3 separate regions of the Mus musculus genome follow, and all the other regions are linked to region 1. A link is a contact called in public Hi-C and HiChIP or PLAC-seq data. All regions are on one chromosome and are shown on one strand. Each heading gives the region's core, a stretch centred on a gene start, on an enhancer-like site or on the middle of the called end of the contact. The rest is flanking DNA. Distances are from core to core; before and after follow the strand shown.

Region 1 (4,276 bases), core at 726-3,225:
AAAGTATGTTGGACAGATGGACGGACAGACAGATGCATGGATGGATGAATAGTTTATAAGTGCCGAAAGGCCTGAGAGGCAGGATCCTAAGTGGCCCAGAAGATAGGCAACAGCAGTGTAACAGCCTGGTAGCCAGTATCTGGTCACTTCAGTCTGGGTCAGTAGCACCTCCCCATCCTGTACCAGTGGCCCCAGTTCACATCCCAATAGCCCACACTGTCCGCGCCTACTTCCATAGGTGGGAGGGGCAGGGAGTTGGACCAGAACACTCAAAGCTTATCACATAACTCTTCAAAAACTCGCAGCTGATGCCTGAGGGCCAGGGTAGATGGCAGACTGAAGTCACCTCAGGACCACCACAGGACAGTCCAGTCTACAAAGGAAGGCCCAGAAAGGTGCAGTCGCTCAGCAGTCACCTGTGACCCTCCAGGAGTGAAGCCAGCCTTAGGCCACTTGTGCCAAGATGCCAGGGATCCACTCACTGGGGATCCCAAGTCCTTGAGTAGACAGTGAAGGCTGAAGGTGAGGAGGAAACAGAGGGCAGGCACGCTGAGAGACCAGCACATTTAGGTCAGGTGCAAAGAGGCGGGGGGAGAGGGGGAGGACAGGTAACCTAGGCGTAGATGGGTACAGAGGCAGACAAAATAATGTCACTTATTCAAACATCCATTGTCAAGGTCCTGAGCTGGCCCTGGAACCAAAACTGAGTAAGCCTCCCTCATTCTTGAGGGCAGCCCTATAGGCTGGTAGAGGTGGGGACAGAAACAGGAGCTGCTGGTTACATGAATGGGCAGTGTAATGAAGTTAAGAGTCCAGGCAACTGGGACCCACGGAAAATGAGAGACCAGTGTGGTCGGGGTGGTGACAAGGAAATGTCCAGTGAGGGTGTACTATCTAGAAGTGTACGCAAATATGAGGGTCTCTGCTCAGCTCAGCCCACTGGATCCATGCGGCTGAGGTATACTATGTTCATTGTGCCGTCGCTGCAGCACCTGTCTCCCGCCTGCTCCTCTAGCTCCTTGAGGCTCAGAAGTGTTGACTGAATGGCAGGATCCCCAACAAGCTTCCACAGTGCTGACCCCCCCTTCCAGCACCAAGGGGTTCTCAGAGCTCACATGTGTACCTCCAGACGTGCCAGAGAGCCCCTTAAGGGCAGGACCAGACAGTGTCTCACCAGTAGCCAGAGGCTTTCTCACAGTGAGTGCTGAGGAAGTAGGGGTCTTGGAGGAGGGAGAAATGGCTTCCAAGGCCCTGTGGAGGCAAGCAAGATCAATTCCAGGAACTTCCAGGGGTCACTAGGAGCACAGAGACAGCAGTAAAGGGCGCAGTGTGACCTTCATGTCCATTGGTCCCAGCAGCCTGGTCCCAGAGGCTCAGAAAGGTCACCTACCACACAAGGCCCTTCCTCGCACCCCAAGTAGCCCTGCACCACCCATGGCCTCTGAATGTATCTACCAGGAGGGCACAGCTTGGTACCCGGTGCCAGATCCTATCTGCATCTCCAGGTTTCCAGGCTCATCCCTAGATGGCAACTGGGATGAAAATAATGCCCATCCACCCCCAAACCAGGAGCCTGAGAGAGCCAGGGGTGATTCTCACCTCCACCTTCATGTGTAGAGGGCCACAACCCAGCCAGGACGGAAATACAAGAGACTGTAGCAGGAAGCACCTATGGCGAGCAGCCCTTCCTCCCCACACCTGCCCACCACTCCCCGGAGAACAAACGCTCACATACTGTAACTCCACAACTTTATAAGCTGCAGAAGCTGAAGCCAGAGGTCCCTCTTCATCCTCCAATGGGAGAAGCACCCTGACAGCCAGGGTCTCCAGAGTGACAGAACTGTTTTCATGTCAATACCACTGGCATCACTACCACCTTCCCTCTGAGCGGCCTCATTCCTAGGTCTCTCCAGTCCTTTTCCTCCTGAAGCTAGCATGAAACATCCCTCCCTCCCCCACCCCTCTCCAGTGCTGCCAATGGCTCTCACTGAGTCACAGCTAGACTCCTTGGCTTCCAGCCCCTGATGCTGGCATCGGCAGCCCTTTCTGGTCTCATCCCCAAAACTTCAGTCTAAAGTCACCCTATCCCCAAATACAAAATGTCCCTTTCTGCTTCTGTGCCCACAGCTTCTCTCCCAGGAATACTCCTGCCCTGTGCCCCTTCACTGCCAAGTAGAAAGTGTGCCCCAAAGGCATGGCTCAGAGGCCTGGTGGCCTTGACAATCTCCGAAGACCCCTGAAGACCCACAGAGAATCCCAACCACAGTGCACGTCTGCCTCTGCTGAAGACTGAATGCTCTGCGTGCCGGGCTGCCTGACTCACTCCACACACCCTCAGCACTTGCTGGAACGAATAAATTACCTCATTTAGCCACAGAGCACGCCTGGCTGGAGTGTTGGCAGTTCAGCCAAGAGCCCTCGCGTGGAAACCACCACGCTGAAGGTGGCAATATTTCACCTCACCTAGAAGTGTACTGTGAGCGCTGGAGTCTCAATGGAGCAAGTGTTTGTGTGTGGCTGGGGAGGGAGGTACTGGATGATAAGCACTGGTTTAAATACATACGACATGGAGAAACCTCCAACCCCAACTGGACAGGGCCCACCATGCTCTCTGAGTCTCTTCACCATTCCACAGGGGACAAAACAGGAAAAGCACCTCCATTTCATTGAGGTGGGCACTGAACAAGAGATGGCCCAAAGAGGCCTCGTTTGTCAGGCTGGCATCAATGGGGCTTGTTCCTCCCTACTTGGGTGAGTGGTAACAGGGGTGGGACACAGCAGCAGAGCCACTGGAGAGCAGCAGTCCTGTACCTTTCACACAAGCAGGGATGGGCAGGGGAGAAAAGATGAGCCAGACCCTGCTGGAGCCTAGGCAGGGAATCACCGTGGCTTCTCCCCATGTGTGCCAGCCCATTCCTCGGCATCCCAGTTGGCCATGCTCCCAGAGCCCTATGGGGCAGGCAGGCCCAGGCAGCAAAGACCCTCACTGGAGGTCCCAACAAGCCCCAGCACAAGGCTGTATGCCAGGGATGGACTGGGTCCCGGTACCCACAAACATCCCGGCACGTTTATCTGCCAGAAGCCCTAGCCATGGCCACAGACCCTGCTAGGACACCCTAGGCCCCACCCTGTTTGCCAGGCCTGATTTGCATATGCTAATTAAGACACACATCCCTTGCTCCCCTTGGAGCCAGCTTGTTTGGGGAACGGCTGGATCTGGCTATACCTGTACCGTGCTGATGTCACGCCGAGCTATTTCCAGCCTGGTTGCCATGGGAACCACAAGGCCTCAGCTCCAGTTAGGAGTTCAATATATAATTTACTTACTCCCCCATCCCCCCCAGCCCCACCCCGAAGAGACTGGGGCGTATGGGGAACAATCGGCTAAAATATACAATAACACCCTTCACTTCCCTCAGAGGCCTGTGAGAGTGGAAGGGGAGGAAGGAGAGCCACACAGTGGAACGGTAAATCCATTTTTGGAAAAGGGGGACGGTAGTGGGGAGATCGCTTCCTTCTTTGAGGAAAGAAGGAAGCTTGGCACTTGGGTGCTTCCACAGAGACTCAGGCTTGGCCAGGGGTGACCCAGAGCCTTCTGCCCTGTGACAGCCCAATGCCGTCAGGCATGCTTTCATCAGGAACTTCAGTTCCTCAGGAAGAACCTGCCTGGCCCCACGAGAGCTCCTAGGCTTATAAAATCACTACTAACTCAGCTGCCTCAGCTTCGGCACCTCTTAAACACACAGATGTTCCCAGGTCCTGCTGCCAAATACAGGGGCCACCTGCTACCTCCAGGCCCGGTGTGTGGTGTACCTTTGATGGACCCAGATGCTGGCTGAGGCCAGGGGCCATATGGTCACTTAAAGGTGGCACTTGCCTTACTGAGGCTCAGGCCCTGCTACTCTGCGCCTGACAGTTCTACAGGCAGTATTTAAACACCTGCTCTGTACTCCCTGCGCTTTGGGGTGCTAGGGAGCCTGGAGGGCTCAGGCACAGACCTGTGCACAGGGAGGCCCCAAGCCAACTGCAGGAGAATGGACCCTGGTACTGAGAAGGTCCACTTTACCAGTAACGTGAGCACAGGGCTGCTGCAAGGACATCTCAGTATGTGTCTATCAGAGGTAGGCAGGGGACATTGCTGAGGCACAAATACAAGTTGCCTCTCTGATGCTGCCTTTGTGCCGCACAGGCAGGCAGGCAGACACCCCGCGCAGGACTACCTGCTGGCCCAGCCTAAGTGCTCCCAGCTTCCCCAGCCACACTTAAGCTTGGATAG
Region 2 (4,276 bases), core at 1,004-3,503, 120 kb after region 1:
TGTCACCCCAAAGCCTCAGACTCCAGAGGAACGGCAGAGGCTGATCTAAGTACACTCGTGTGCAGAAATTATGGATTTTGGCTTCCACCTCTCCAGGACTGATCCCTGAGATGAGACTGCCACTCCTCGCAGAGACCTCCCCAGAGATTTGCTCCCCCACACCCCCACTGGTGCTCCCCAGCTGCTGGTGGTCCCCATCAGAGTGCGCAGCCCACATGGTCCTTGCTTGTCTGTAAGCGTGTGTATCCGTCTTTTGTTTATTTGTTTGTTTGTTTTTCGAGACAGGGTTTCTCTGTGTAGTCTTGGCTGCCCTGGAACTCACTTTGTAGACCAGGCTAGCCTCGAACTCAGAAATCTGTCTGCCTCTGCCTCCCGAGTGCTGGGATTAAAGGCGTGCACCACCACGCCCGGCATGTATCCGTCTTTTGTAACTCTCCATTGTCCCAGGCAGGTCAATCCCAAAGCGGTGGATGTCTTGGCACAAATATAAAATCACAGAGCACATGCATCGACTCTGTCATCCTAAATTTAATCTGGAAAATAAGCATGAATTCATATATTCTCTCTCTCCCCCCGTTTCCCTTCCTCTGTCTCTTTCTCTGTGTGTGTGCACGAATATGTCTGTATGCGTCTGTGTTGTCTGTCTTTTTATTTTATTTTGAGACAGAGTCTCATGTAGCCCAGACTAGCTCCCGCTTACTATACACCCAAAGATAAATTTGAACTTTTTAAAAAAATATTTTTATTATTTTCATTGTATGCAGTAATGTATGTCTGCAAGTGGTTATGTGCACATAAGTTGTCAGGCTTGGTGGCAAGTGCCTTTACCCACTGAGCCATCCTACCAGCTCCAATTGCTGTCTCCTAATGTGTCTGCCTAAATCAAGGACGTAGCATCCACACGCAGATCTGAACTTACTGTGGGTTTCATCTGGAACCAGTTCTTGAGTATGAAAGGCCCCGACTTTGCCGCCTTTCTATGTCTACTGTACTGAGACCCAAAAGAAGGGAAATCGTTTTAGATGTGAGACTGGATTAAAATTCAAGTTCAAAAGCATGCAGGCTGGACCCGGGAGGTGGCAAAAGATGAGAGGCTCCATCCAGGCCATCCTCAGCCACACAGTGAGTTCAAGGTCACCCCAGACTACAGGAGGAGCATTTGTCTCAATAAACGCACACAGAGAGCTAACCAGAACACCACAGCTGTCATCTGTGCTGCTGAGCCTGATCAGGATGCTAAAGACCTCTCAGAAGAACGGGGTCCAGGATAGGCCCAGGATAGCCCCGAGGATGCCTGGGCATTTCTGCCTCTGCCTCTGCCTCTGTTTCATTGTCATATATACAGAAGTATGCACAAGCAGCCCCAAACTGCCCCTGCTGTGCTGAAGATGAAAGCAAGCAATATACTCTACACTACTTTTTTTTTTTTGGTGGTGGTGGTGGGAGGGAGGGGGAGGGGGAGGGGAACAGGAGAAAGGAGGGGGGCTGGGAAGGGAGGGGGCGAAGGATGGAGAAAGAGAAGGGAGGGAGGGTGAGATCCTGTGAAGGACAAAATACTTTCAGGAATCAATTCTCTCCTCCTGTCATGAGGGTGGGCTCATATTTAGGTCCTCTAGCTCGGCATGGGCCGCAAGACCCTTTGTCCATTGAGCCATCTCGCCAGCCCCTAGACCACTGCAGCTTCCCTCTCTCGCTGGCGTCCTCTCTTTCCGTTTTTAAAAGCCATTCTACTTAAGCATCAAGTAGAAATGTAGTTTTGTAAAGGGACCGATCTTCTCTTTCAAGCCAAATGAGGGTGCCCCCCCCCCCATACCCACCCTCCTCTCATCTCACGGCTCGGTTCTTGCTCTAGGGCTCTAGGAGGCCCGATCTGTTCAGCAGCTCTGATTGATAACACAAATCACCCCGGAGGCTCTGAGGAAGGGACTTGGATGTCAGCTGGAGGTGCAGTGGGAGTCACGGCCCTGCCCCCACATCGTTTATTCTTTCACCGCATGGCAAGCTCCGAAGGACCGGAGCAATTCCACCAGCTCTCAGAATTGGCACACCGCGAGCCTCCTCTCCCCGGACCACCGCGCTGCCATAAATAGACACCACGTGGCCTCCTTTTATGATAAGGTTAGGGGGAAACGAGTGCGTGGGGAGAGGCCGGCGGGAGAGTGGCAGCTCCGAGTCACAGGGATAAAGCCTGCGCAGCACTGCTCTTCTTGCCTGGGGCGGGATCAAAAGCGGGAGCCGAGTGGCAGCCGCTGGGCTCCCCAGGCGCTTCCTTTGGTGGTTCCCTGACTCCCAGCAGCGGTTCCTGCCCTCAGCCATCTTCATCACTCCTGCTGGGGCTGCAGGCGCCCTGCCTTGCCAGGCTTTGTGGCTCCCCCGGCTCATTTTCTGATAGAGCTGTCAGTTTTTATTGCTGATAGGAGAAATCATGCTCTCTCTTAGCTGAATGTTAATTGGCCTTTTCCTCTCTCATTCTGTGAGAACATGTAGTCCCCTTGTCTATTCACCCCTCCCCACCCCCCAAAGGTAGAAGCAGCATTCTGGAAAGACAAGGAAGGTGGTTCTTGCTAAATTGCTAATTGTTAATTCAGAGGTTAAGAAAAAGCTAAATGGGGGGCGGGGAGGGCGGAGCTATAACCATACTTCTGAAGTCTCCATGAGCCTAGTGTGGACTATATATATTCTCATTGGCTATAGAGGGCCCAAGAATCAATAGGGGGATGGGTAAAGTCAAATGTGGAGGGGCTAGGCACCAAGCCAGCCCCGGTTGCTGCAGAGATAGAGCCAGAGACACCTGACAAACTGATGGGTCAGTACAGCTGTGACTGTAGCAGCGACAGAGGTAAATAGCCAGTAAAGACAAAGTTAGAAACTCAGCCTTGAGAACAGCCAGGAACTAGCTGGCAGGAGGCTGCAGTAGGGATGTCCCAGTTAGGAAAGGCGGTGCAAGTCATAGATGCCGCAAAACAGGGCAGTGAACTGGAGACGTTTGATATGACAGCCCAGCACAGGGTTGTTGCCCTACAATTCTCTTGTACTTAAAAAGTAAACTGGTGGGCTGGAGAGATGGCGCCGGGGTTAAGAATGCGGGGTGTTCTTAACAGAAGACCGTTTGATTCCCGGCACCCACATGGCTCCCAGCCACCTGTAACTCCCATTTCAGGGGCTCTGACGCCCTCTTCTGGCCTCTGTTAGCACTGCATGCATGTAACGCATAAACATACATGCAGGCAAAATACCCATACACATAATTTTTTTTAATTAAGTGAACAAACCAGGGGGCAGCAATACCTGTAATCCCATCATTTTGGAGACTGAGACTGAGTGACAAGTCTGAGACCAGTGTGACTCCCCTTCTCATAAAGGAAAGGAAGAGGGAGCCGGGAATAGCCTTATGAAGATTTAACTGTAAAACGTGACTACTTAAAGTATACAATTTAATTTTTTTTTAAGTACATTTACAAAGCTGTGTGCCCACAGCCAACTCCAGAACATTCTACAGGGAAGTTTTCTGAGAACAGCTTTGATAAGGACGGGGCATGATGAAATGGCAACAATGTCTCTTGTCAGTTTGTCAGCAGAGCCCAGCGAGGCTGGAGAGTGAGGGGGAGTGAGCCAAGGACAGGAGATGTAGCACAGCAGGGAGGGTGAACAGGACCAAAGATTTGTGTGGCAACAGGGGGAGCATTTACTCATCTCTTCTATTCTTCCTTGCCAAAAATAAAAGACCGGGGCTAGGTCCGCTCAAGCCATTTTTGCTGGCTGGCTTTTTTAGTGACAGTCATACAAATCAGTGTGATAGATTTTGTTGCCTCTTTGTAAAGAAAAATCGACAGCGAGGCCACATCACAGAAAAATGCAGGATTCTGAAGTTTCTACAAAAGGGGAGCAGCCCAGAGCACTGGCCCTCAGGTTACTACAGCAAAACTGACTTCCGCACCTCTGGCTATGCCAAGCGGGGGTGGGGGGTGGGGGGGCATCAATCAGACTGACAGTGTGATGGGGATGGGGGGGGCGGGGAACCCAGGGTCTGGAGCAGGTTTGCCTCTGTGTATTGCAGGAGGTCCATTCAAGTTCAAGACCCCTTAGTTAAAGAAAAGGGTTGGGGAGCTGAGTGAACCCCTGCGGTAGCCTTGGAGACACAGGCATCTGGTGTCACAGGCGTGATGCTGCTATAATCACATCAATCTATTTTTATTTTATGTCTATGGGTGTTTTGTCTCTATGTCTGTCTGCTCAACATGTGCGTATGGTGCCCAAGGAGGCAAGAAGGGGTGTC
Region 3 (4,276 bases), core at 592-3,091, 93 kb after region 1:
ACAGGCCACAGGGTTGGTACCCAAACTGCTCTAGAGGCTACGTGTTGGCTCCTGCCTCCTCAGAGTAAAGTTTCCTGGGGAGAATCTTCCTTGCAAAGAAAAGTGATCTGGTCGATCAGCGGAGCCCAGTGGGCAGGGGAGGCTGAGGCTGAGGCTGACCCTGGCCTGCAGCCTGACTTCTGAATTTTCTGCTGTCTGACTCCACACATGTTGATAGACATCCCTGGGTTTGTCTCCCTGTCAGTGAGATGATGCTGAGGACATTAAAGGCTCACTACACGCTAATTCCTGATGGTCAGATATAAATGAAAAAGGGGACATGACATAATCCAGGGACAAAGAACCCCCAGTCACCTCATCAAAGTCAAAGTGGCACCGAGGAGAGGCGTTGGTGGACAAAGTGCTCACAGCATAAGTGTAAGGACCAGAGTTCGAAACCCTGGAATTCGAATAAAGCAGAGTAGCACGTGTCTCTGATCTTATTGTTCCTGCCACAAGACAGGAAGCAGAGACAGAATCCTTGGAAGCTTGCAGGCCAGCCAGCCTGGCATTCACAGCAGTGACAGACAGACAGACCAGACAGACGGATGGGCGGGTGGGTGGGCAGGCAGACAAACAGACAGGCAGGCAGGCTATTTCAAACAGGTAGAAGGCAAGGATGTTCACCCGAGGCTGGCCTCTGACCTTCGTAAACTCACCTCGGCACACACAGGCACACGCACACACACACATGATTTATAAAATAAATAAGTAAAGTCAAACAGAGAACAGTTAGTACTCAGCCTCCACAGTGGAGTGTCCCTGGGTCAGCAATGGACCAGCTGCTAGCCAGGCCAAGGCAAGAACACATAGTGCCTGACAGACATTACCCAGCACCACCAGGGAACACACCTGAGAGGGACACCCTTGGAGGTGCGCTGGCCTAGATAAATTGGCCTCTACCCCACAGCTTGCTTTGAATCCAGACCTCCCAGCTTCCAAGGGAGCCTGGAACTAGGATAGGACAGCAGTGTTGGCCCTGGGGAGATTCGCTGGTCATAAAATCCTTGGCCTCTGACTGCATTTTAGAAAGTGCTAAGTGTGACCCTTTCTAGTGTGGCCCCAGGATGCCGTGCTCTGACTGCCTTTCTCTGTATTCACCAACCACCACCAGCAGCACCCAGGGCAGCTCCACCACCTGGCAGATTCAACAGAACTCCTCTACCACAGTAGCCTTGTAAGAGCTGTCTTTTCCATGGACTCCACACCTGACCTCAAAAACACAGCACCCACCTTCCTTATTTAAGGACCAGGAGGCCTAAGCTATGCTGTCAGGAAAGCTGTTAACACTGGGGTGAAGACACAGCACCGTCCCCCCACAACCCCTTCAAATGCCACCTTGACGAGGCATTAGCTAAATATCTTCTCAGTCCCCGAAGGCTTCCCACATGAAGTCTACAATGTTCAAACGCAACCAGCAAATCCCCAGAGACAGGTCCCGGGAATTAGCTGTTCCCGCTGGATGAAAGTCACTCTGATGTATGCGAACAAGAGGACGTGAGAAGGAGACAGACTTGCCTGTTAGCTGCAGGGTCTGGGGCACCGGCAGCAAACAGAGGAAGCACCAGGCTGGGAGCCAGCTGGGTGGGTGCAGGCATCGCACTCGGGCCCCACGTCGCAGAAGCCAGCTCTCCATGGAATACCGTGCGCCAAGCTGGACACTTATCAAAGCCTGTTCCTCCTTCCGCTTCAGGTCACTGCAGACTAAGGCCCCTGCTGGCAGCTAGAGTTCCCTTTTGTGTCCCCATAAGTTCCTCCTCTGGACACCCTTCTGCTTCCTCAAGGCGGTTCCTCTCAGAAACCCTGACCTCCCTCTGAAATAGCGGAAGCAACCTTGGTGAGGGGTTCCAACAGATAAACAGCCTGGGGCTCCAACTCATCCAAGCCACACAGTGGGAAAAGAGCATGCGGTAGGAACCTTGGCTTTCCCGGGCTTCTGGGGCCTCCTTAGTCCCTCGCAGCAGAGGACCCTGTCCTGGAAGCTGGGTGGCCATGCTCCTTAGGTCTGAAACCCTAAAAATGACCATAATCCCACCTGCTCAGACATCCCTGCAAGGTCCCTGCCATCCCTTGAGAAGGTGTCCTGAAGGGGGGGTGGGGTGGGAGTGGGGGGAGCCTAGGGTGGGGGAAGAATAAGCAGAGGAGTGGCAGACTGGGAGGCTGAAGGGCCTTAAGCCACTTGTCCCAGCCTCCGGAGGGAATTTAACACATCCTGGAGTGAGAGACAGTAGCTGGTTCTTCGGAGGAACTCCTCTTGATCCACCTGAACTGATACGCCTCCTCCTCCTCCTCCTCCTCCTCCCACTCCTCCTCCTCCTCCTCCTCCTCCTCCCACTCCTCCTCCTAGGGTGGGGGGGGGGCTCCCTAACCCGACTTCACCCCATCCCCACCCAAGAGGAGACACAGGCCCCTGACTGCCTCCTTCCTTATCAGCTCTGCTCTCGAAGCCCCCATGGCGCTAGAGGTCTCAGTACTGGGACAGTGATGGCTTCCTATGAGGGGGGGAGGGGCCATCCTCTGCAGACTCTAGGGAGAACTCCTAAGGTCCTGGAGCCCCGTGTCTGTTTTGTGACCTGAAAGGTAGGGGCTGAGAGGACAAGGGGAGAAAAGCAGCAGGAAAGAAGTTGAGGGCCAGACCTGCTGAGTCTCGACTTTTCTCATTAGAGCCGTGAACCCAAGAGAGCCCTGAGTAGCCCCACCACACCAGTGAGAGACTTCAGCATGAAGAGGTGAAGCAGCTAGCTCATGATCCCGGCAGGTCTGTGGGGCATAAATGAGAAGGACAGATAGATTTTTACCTGGATTTTCTTTGCCACTTGTGCCAGTGTGGTGGAGGCTGGGCACGTGGCTGATGTTCCCCCCCTCCCCCACCCTTTCATATCACCATGGGGGCTTCTGTCAGTACCTTGCCTAAATCCCTTCCCCTTGGCCTCTGCACAGTTAACAGTGAAAGCTGCAGGGTGTTTGGGAGCAAGAACCCTGAGACTGGTGTGCAGAGGCAAGCAGCCATAGGCCACCCACCCGCAGAGGAAGATGTGTATGAACAGGAGAAGAGGCAGCGCGAAGGGGCGGGCTGGGACCCAGGCGGTATTGGCTGTTGATCCATCAAGGTGATACATGATCACAAGTGTCACAGCGAAGCATGGATAATCTGCTTCACGCCGCTCCCCAGCTCCTGCGGGGAGCAGATTGTCTAAGCACTCCGGTGCCATGGTGATAGACGTCATGTTAATGCCTCGGTGCACAGAGGGAGCATTTTAAAGGCATCGGGCTGCGCCTCCGTGAGTCTCCTCATGACTTGGCACCAGGAGATGCCTGAGTGCCAGGCTGCCTGAAACACAGATCCTGGCTTCCCCAACACTGGTGCTGTCCCCATGCCTGCCCAGGTGCCAGCTAGCTGCTCCTCCCTGCCTGTGCTTGGTACTGCTGTGCATCCCGTGCAGATAAACGTCAGTCCCTGACAGCATACCTGCACCTAAGCTGCAGGCAGCGGGGCCTTACGGGACCCTGCTGAACACCTAGCAAGCCACTCACTGTCCTACCCCCTGCACAGGTCTTCAACTCTACAAGACTTCATGCTGGTGCAGGAAGTTGCTCAGAGGCCAAGCACTGCCTGGGCTCTGGGTGGGGCTGATGAGAACACAGCAAAGGAGGGGAGGGGGCTGAGGGGCTGCATCACCGTGGGGATCCTGAGCTACTGGGAAGAGGCAGGGACAGACCTGAGAAGCAGAGCCCCTCTGACCCAGGTGACAACCCAATGGACATCAAACCAAGGCGCATTCAGAAACCTAAAGGTCTCCGTGACTCTCCAGCACCTGTCACCCAGTGCTTTGAGCTGTAGACCACCTGGGCTCCATTCCATTTGCTGTTTTTTTTTTTTTTTTTTTGTTTTTTTTTTCCTGTCCTGTGCCCCAGGCAGGAGCCCTGAATAAGTAGTAGCAAGGTTCGAAGGTAGGAGGAGGACAGGAAAGAACAGAGACTTCACAGCTCTGGGCTGGGCCTCTGAGCTTGACTTTGTAGATGAGATTCCTGGGGCCAGCACATGTCAGCCGTGGCGTGGGTCTCACTAGGCACCCGCTTACCCCCCATCTACCCTTTATATCTCGCTGGGCACATCCTCTGCCCACAGCACCAGCCTTCCTAACAGATACAGAAGAGCAAGAGCCCATCTTGAGGAGCCATGTCTAAAGGGAACAAAGATAACCCAGGACAACTCAGTATGACTGTGTGGTCCAGC

What was found. Hi-C and Micro-C count contacts between places; a contact is called where the count stands out from the background. HiChIP or PLAC-seq counts read pairs in DNA pulled down with a chosen protein or histone mark.
Region 2: a contact with region 1 is called in an H3K4me3 HiChIP or PLAC-seq map of forebrain, with 2.7 times the contacts expected there. The contact joins two enhancer-like sites. A contact is called at or near these places in 3 of 39 promoter capture datasets (embryonic stem cells, liver and stem cell-derived epiblast-like cells), 4 of 484 Hi-C or Micro-C datasets (the AML12 cell line, bone marrow-derived macrophages and liver), 8 of 115 datasets of contacts at active chromatin or transcription factors (craniofacial prominence, embryonic basal ganglia, embryonic forebrain and 4 more) and 1 of 9 other capture datasets (embryonic stem cells).
Region 3: a contact with region 1 is called in a Hi-C map of cerebral cortex, with 2.8 times the contacts expected there. The contact joins the promoter of Nfam1 here to the enhancer-like site in region 1. A contact is called at or near these places in 10 of 39 promoter capture datasets (cranial neural crest, embryonic stem cells, liver and 3 more), 21 of 484 Hi-C or Micro-C datasets (the 63-12 cell line, the AML12 cell line, the CH12 cell line and 13 more), 11 of 115 datasets of contacts at active chromatin or transcription factors (bone marrow-derived macrophages, craniofacial prominence, double positive thymocytes and 7 more) and 4 of 9 other capture datasets (adipose tissue, embryonic stem cells, liver and 1 more).

What each region holds. Positions count from the first base shown.
Region 1 is chr15:82,938,671-82,942,946 of GRCm38.p6, forward strand. It overlaps a transcript of Tcf20 not described here. Among named protein-coding and RNA genes, the nearest start is that of Mir3080, 18 kb to the right of the region's middle. Within about 2 kb of position 1,976, at least 79 of the 459 cell types and tissues checked have an H3K27ac peak or open chromatin away from gene starts, as enhancers often do. A contact at or near this core is called in the NIH/3T3 cell line, cerebral cortex, cortical neurons and 2 more, where this site is marked.
Region 2 is chr15:83,054,573-83,058,848 of GRCm38.p6, forward strand. No RefSeq gene overlaps it. Among named protein-coding and RNA genes, the nearest start is that of Nfam1, 23 kb to the left of the region's middle. Within about 2 kb of position 2,254, at least 89 of the 459 cell types and tissues checked have an H3K27ac peak or open chromatin away from gene starts, as enhancers often do. A contact at or near this core is called in forebrain, where this site is marked.
Region 3 is chr15:83,031,556-83,035,831 of GRCm38.p6, forward strand. It overlaps Nfam1 (Nfat activating molecule with ITAM motif 1), which reads right to left and starts at 1,842. Exons shown (of 6, transcript NM_001271411.1): 1 at 1,558-1,842. The coding sequence starts at 1,675. It overlaps Gm32620 (a long non-coding RNA gene), which reads left to right and starts at 1,761. Exons shown (of 3, transcript XR_384275.3): 1 at 1,761-1,949; 2 at 2,704-2,797.